Linked DNA regions of Mus musculus: region 2 is linked to region 1. A link is a contact called in public Hi-C data. All regions are on one chromosome and are shown on one strand. The core of a region is the stretch at or near the end of the contact, and the rest is flanking DNA. Distances in the headings are between cores, read along the strand shown.

Evidence for each region. A called contact is a pair of places that touch in the nucleus more often than the background predicts.
Region 2: a Hi-C map of the N1E-115 cell line shows a contact between it and region 1, with 6 times the contacts expected there. The contact joins two enhancer-like sites. A contact is called at or near these places in 3 of 484 Hi-C or Micro-C datasets (3T3-L1-derived adipocytes, the N1E-115 cell line and embryonic fibroblasts) and 4 of 115 datasets of contacts at active chromatin or transcription factors (astrocytes, forebrain, oligodendrocyte precursor cells and 1 more).

What each region holds. Positions count from the first base shown.
Region 1 is chr14:24,649,487-24,652,737 of GRCm38.p6, forward strand. No RefSeq gene overlaps it. Among named protein-coding and RNA genes, the nearest start is that of Gm31775, 14 kb to the right of the region's middle. Within about 2 kb of position 1,590, at least 29 of the 459 cell types and tissues checked have an H3K27ac peak or open chromatin away from gene starts, as enhancers often do. A contact at or near this core is called in the N1E-115 cell line, where this site is marked.
Region 2 is chr14:25,302,903-25,306,153 of GRCm38.p6, forward strand. All of the region lies in intron 2 of Zmiz1os1 (a long non-coding RNA gene), which reads right to left. LOC115486423 (a long non-coding RNA gene) reads right to left here. Exons shown (of 2, transcript XR_001781198.1): 2 at 719-3,251. Among named protein-coding and RNA genes, the nearest start is that of Gm41113, 75 kb to the right of the region's middle. Within about 2 kb of position 1,764, at least 107 of the 459 cell types and tissues checked have an H3K27ac peak or open chromatin away from gene starts, as enhancers often do. A contact at or near this core is called in the N1E-115 cell line, where this site is marked.

The DNA of each region.
Region 1 (3,251 bases), core at 340-2,839:
CCACTAAGCCCAGGCTGCATTTGAATTCTGGGTCTGCTGAAGGGACCCAGGGCTCAGAACCAATCAGTGGTCATTTTGTTTGAAAACTATACTAATGTGTGCATGTGTGCACACTTTTGCATGCATGCGGAGGTTAGAGGACAGGAGTTGGTTTTTTTTCTCTATCATATGTGTCCCATGTATCAAATTTCTGTCATCAGTCTTGGTGGTAAGCATCTTTACCCACAGAGCCAACACATTGGCCCACAATGGTCCATTTTAATGATTCAATATGAATATGCTGCACATTCCCATGGAGGACATTCTTGTGTGTGTGTGTATTCACACTCATGTGCATGTACATGAAAGCCAGAAGTCAACTTCAGTGCAGTTCCTTAGGCGCCATCCACCTTATTTATGGAGAAAAGTTTCTCACTGCCCTGTTGCTTGCCAGGCCAGTGCCTGAACTAGCTCAGCTGCTCAGTGAGCCCTAAGAGTCAGCCTGTTTCTGCAGTGCTGAGATTCCAAGTGTGTGCCATGATAGCTGGCATACTGTTTTTACTTGGTACAGGGTATCAAACGCAGGTCATATGCTGTGCAGTGACTACTTTACACACAGCTGTCTCCCTAGCCCCATGTGTAACCTTTGTCATTTCCTTGCATGAGTTCTAGACACAGACCCAGTGCTCCAGAGTGAGTCCCCTTTTCTAAGCTTTTAATGAACATTCCTGGTATCCAGATCTTCCCTTCTTATCTGGGCTCAATGCCACCTTGCAGCCCACAGGGGACACAGAGGGACCAGTTATGAGTATGCTTTGGGGGTCTTGGAAGTTACCCAGAAAAGCAGCCTGGAGGAGGCACTGAGCAGAACCCAGAGTGACAGATGGACACTCTCTGCAGGCTCACAGAGGGGCTTCTGCAGCTTGCTAGGAGGCTGTTTCTTTCCAGGTTCTTATTCTTCAAGGCCTGATGGAAGCCCACCCTGTCCTCAAAGCCTTCCTGGGCTTCTATCCTTGCGGGCTCCATTGCAAAGCTAATTTTGTCTGGTCTGTGCTGCCTCCTATGGACAGTGATTGTAAAAGTCAGTGTCGCCCATAGGACAGGTGGCACACACAGGCCTTAATAAATAAATTAATACATCAATAACTGGCTAGGGGAGCCTGGACTTGAGCCCTATCTCTACAGTGACCCCCATGGGATCCATGGGGCTCTGTGCAAAGCCCTGAGGTAATCATGAGTAGGAATGAGTACCCCAGGAACCACCTGTCTCCCCTCTCAGATCTAGGTTTGCAGGGAGCCACTCTCTCAAGCCTGAGGCCGGGCTGTTTGCGCTCTGCACAGGGATGTGGATATCTCTGTGCCTTTCCCTTCATCCTTCCAGGAGCAGGTTTCCGGAGACAAATATACCCTCCGCACCAGCCCCTCGATCTGTCTAAACACAATTTGACATGCGTTGCTATTAGCTTAGCACCTTATCAAATAATGTGGCTTGATCGAGATAAAAGGTTTTACAACCCTGGCTGCCTTTGTTTCTGCCTGCATTCACCCGCCGAGACAGCTAATAATTACCACCAAAGACAAAGAGAAATCTATACGCACGGCTTCCAGCTCTCGTGTGCATGTTAAGCAGCGGCAGGAGAGAGCTGGGAGGAGCCGGCTGGCGTTTGGTCTTGGCCAATCCTAGGGGCAGGAGGCCAGCCCCAGAACCTGGCCTAGTTGAGGTAGCCAGTGGTGAGCTGAAAGGAAAGACAGACGGATATGCTGGAGATGGTGCAGCCCTCGAATGTTGGAACCCTAAGTCTGTGCTACTAGGAGCTCTTTGATCTTCACTGAATCTCTGCTATGGGTCTGCCACAGGAGTCAAGACACCTTGGCTCTTGGGTGAGCATGCTGTCTAGCTCCACTTTCCCCACCCAGGAAGTTGAAGGGTTGTGGGTGGTGGAAATGGTCATTTCAGGCAGAAAATGGCTTAGATGACATCATCTAGGTCTGTATCATGGCTAAACCTGCATGAGGCCTTGACCACGGGTGCTGAAGGAGGAGACAGAGGCCTTAACTTGAGACTCTTGGGCAGACAGTCTTCCCCTCTGGGGCAGCAAACATGGAAGGTGCAAGGAGAGTTCAAGGAGAGCTCTAGGAATGAAAGCAAGCTGGGAAAGCTTCCTGGAGGAAGAGGGTTTGAGCAGTACCCAGATGGATGAGCAATGATACAGGTTGTGTGAGAAAGGTGTTAGAGCTTTGAGTCTGGATTATAGTGTCTGTAGGCACTGGTGGTCTCTAGGGTTTAACAATTGCCCCAGAACCAAGACTGAAGGGATATCTTGGAGTTCCCATCCACTACAGCCCTTGCCTGCTGTGAGAGGGGTAGAACCAGTGACAAGCTGCTAACTGTTGAAATGTTACTTTAGAAAACACACTTTAGCCAGGGCTACACAGAGAAACCCTGTCTCAAAAAAACAAAACAAAACAAAACAAACCACCACCACCAACAACAAAAGCAACTCCCACGTAAACACTTTCACTATTGCCAACTCCAAGACATCAGTAAGATGTCACTGAATGTAGAAAGGGTAGAGATGAGCGTGGGTGGCTCTTGTGATTGAGTGAAAACCCCAGCACAGCATGGGTTGGAGTTTACTGTGGACTCAAGGAGTCAAGTCAGTAGCCTCCAAGGCATCAGTAATCAAGAAGATAGAGCAGCACACAGGTCTCTTTCACCCCCACTTGCTCCTATGGCAGACATCACTAATCAATTATACTTTTGTCAAGCTGAGGATCCTTCTCATCCAAGAAAGTGCAATGGGTTGGTTAAAGCCAGCATGTAGTTCCATTGCCTGATCTAGACTTAATTTCCTCAAAAGCTCCTGAGTGATGAAACTGAAGAAGAATTCTCCTAAAATGATCAGCCCTGATGGCCTCCCAAACTGGCACTCTTCCCTGCTTCTATGCTGTCGTCGTTTCTTTTGAGAGCTGCAGTGAGGGAGAGCATCTGAAAGACAAAGCCATGGCAAGGCTGGCAGGTCTGGTAAAGACCAGGAAAGTCTTGTGATCAAACACTGTCGTTGTAAAGATCTGACTGCTACACACTGCTATTTCTGCTCTGTATCCTTCCTGGGAGATGTGTGCATACAGAGTGTTTGTGTGTGTGTGTGTGTGTGTGTGTGTGTGTGTGCATATGCTCACAGGGGTGCATGTCTGCACATGTCCAGGCATACAGCCCTACATCTAAACAGATGTGCTTTTACTTCCAATTATCTGGTAACAAAGTTGAG
Region 2 (3,251 bases), core at 514-3,013, 650 kb after region 1:
AGAACAGGTTAGATTGTGCGTTTCATCGTCCCTTGGAACACAAGAGTTTGAGGGTCACCGAAGGCCATTTATCAACTTTTTTCCTCAAAAGAATTGATAGCCTAACAGGGCATGTGGAATTCTAGACACATAACTCTGAAGGAACATGGATAATATACCACCAAGATCATGCTTCAGTTAACACACACACATACACACACTCATTCACACATACACACACATATAAAGTCACATACGTATACATACTCACACATATACATACCCACCCATATATACACACATAATCATTTACACATACTCACACTTACATATACACTCACAGAATGCATACACACACTCACATATACATACCCACACATACACATACACTCGCACATATAACACACTCACACATGTACACACACACTCACACATACACACCCACTTACATACATACACACATGCACACACACATGTGCACACACACACACACATACATACACACCAGAGGCTGACCTTAGCCAGTGAAGACCAAGGAAAGGAACCGTCAGGTAAACAAGGCTGAGAAAAGTGGAGAAGACAGGTAAAAGCCTTCAGGGACAAAGCACAAAGTGACACTATGGGGGAAGAGCAGGTAAAGAGGATGCTGGGTAGGGACATGTGAGGGCCAGGGGCCCAGAACCCACCCTGACTTAAACCATGACCCAAGTCAGCAATTGCTTTCAGCTGCCTCGGCATACACATCTGTAAAATGGTTTTATTCCTTTCTTCTATAAGTGTGCCTGGCTCTGGAAGCTTGAAGCTGTCTTCTGGGCATGCGGAAATCCTTCACACACAGGAGAGCTCAGGTGTCAGGACAAGAGGGAAGGGCAGCCGTGAGATCTTGACATACTGGCTGGCCCTCTCCAATTTTCGAAGGTCTGGCTCCTAAAAATAGAAGACTCCATAGGTCTAAAGTTCCCAACAGTACAACAGACAAAGAGGAAAGAGTCGAATCCCAGTCCACCTGAATTGAAGTCCTCGGCTTTGTCATTTACAGTTTTCCCTTGGGCATGCTTCCTCGGGGTCTTCTCCTGTCAATGTGGCTACATGAGAAAGTAGGAGGAACAGGTTAGACCAGAGAAGGGACTGGCTCTTAAGAAAGTAGAGAGCCTTGCACCTCCAGCATGTTCCTCCAAAGCAAATACAGACAGTCCTATGTGAGGGATCCACATGGCGCTTGATGACCCCTGCTGGAGTCCTGTGCAGACAGTCATGTGGCCCTTTGGAGAACAAAGCCCTAAGCATCGCACATAGCATGATTCCTCTGGGGTAGGAGCAGCCACTTCTGTTTGCAAACAGAACACTAGACAACAAACTACAAAAGGGACTTGAGGGAGTTTACTCCTGGGGCCCAGGATCCTGGGCAGGGGCAGTGTGGCTGGAAGCAGGCGTACCTTTTCAATTTGTAATCGCTTTTGAGTCATATTCAAAAACATTCCAAGATGAAATAAAGCGAAAGAAGGCTCAAGCTGCCCTGCAGTTGGGAGCCCTTTGGGGAACTGAAGTGAGCAAGCCAGCCCCTCTAATCCAGATGGACAGGCAGACAGACAGATAAACAGCTTAGAGGCCAAGGTCCCACAGGGCCTGAGGAATGGGCTGTCCCACCCCAGCCCAGCAGGCAGTGGCTGCCCTCTCACCCAGACCCCTGCTGGCAAGCACCGTCCACTCCCTGATCTTCCCGGAATGGACGCTTCCCCAGGCTCATTGCAAAACATCCTGGCTGGAGCTGCAGCCAGGAGTCCAGAAGCAAAGCTCCCTCTGCAGAGCGAGATGCCGCTTCCTGAGGACATTCCGGCCTGGTGTGAGGGCCTGTGGCAGGAGAGGGCAGGAAAGGCCAGGCAGTCATCGGCAGCCAAACTGGGGCCACAGCAGGGCCACGTGCTCACTGGGACGACATCTGGCTGGAGCCATAGCCCAGGTTTTAGAGGACTTGTAATCAGGCACCTCCTCAAGCCCTGCCACCGTCTCTGCTGCAACCCCCTCCACCAGACCCACTGCAGACTCGCTGGGCTTGTTAAGGGAGAAGGGAGCCTCCTTATAAAGAGATCCCTATTCGCAGGCTGCTCCACACACCACGATCCCTTTGCAGAGCTCCAGATTGATTCCAGCCTGGACCAGCTGTCACAAGGGGTCACCCAGGCCCTTCTCTTAACCCCACAGGATGGCAATTCCTTCACCTGGGTTAGAAAGAGATTTTTTTTTTTTTTAGCACAGAGCTCCCTTTTCAAATGTCATCCTCCTGAGAACCTGGCGAGGAATAAAAACACTGAGTGTGACACTGGTGAGAGGCAAGCAGAGAAGCCTGGATTCCAGCCCCTGGGCAGAGCCTAGGAAGCCTGGAGACTCGGAAACCCTTCTGAACATCAGGAAGCCACAGAGACCCTGGCTCTGGTTCTGTCCCTCTGTGCCCTCTCTCGGGCATCTCATGCCCAAAGCAGGTGTATTCTCTACCGCTCTCATCTTTGTCTGGCTAAATTCCAGATCCCAGTACTCACTGTCCACTGGACACCACCTAGATATCCGATAGGCTATAAGAACATCCAAAGCCATCACCTCACACCTCCCCTAATGCAAATGGCTCCTGTCATCAAATACCATTACATCAGCTCTTCTGCACCTTCTAGATTCTCTCCTGGTCAGGATTCACTACTGCCAACATTACCACAACCACAGCCTTCACCATCGCTGTCACCACCATCAACAGCAGCACCACAACCACCACTATCATCACCATAATCATCAGCATCACTGCCAACTTAAAAAAAAAAAGCCACTATCATCATTGTCACCACCAAGACCATAAACATCGCCACCAATATTACAAACATTACCACCATGACCCATCACCATTACCACCACCAAGACTACTACCATCACCATAATCATCATCAACACCGTCGATACCATCACCACAAACACACAAATATCACGGTCAACATCATCACTTTGTCATTGCCATTGCTGTCAACACCACCACCATCACCATCTTCACCAGCACACTCCCTCAACTACTGCCATTGCCTTTATCATCACCTCATCGGTACCATCAGGGTCAGCAAACATCACCATCATCCATTTTAACATTATCCTATCCCCTTCCAGTGTCTCTTACCATCTCTGTGTTCCCTTCCTGCTCAATCCCCTACCTCTTAAAGCACAGGCAGCTGTGATCATGACCATCACGGCTTATAACTTCACACTGCCCCCTCAGAGCAGAGTTCAAATGCCTT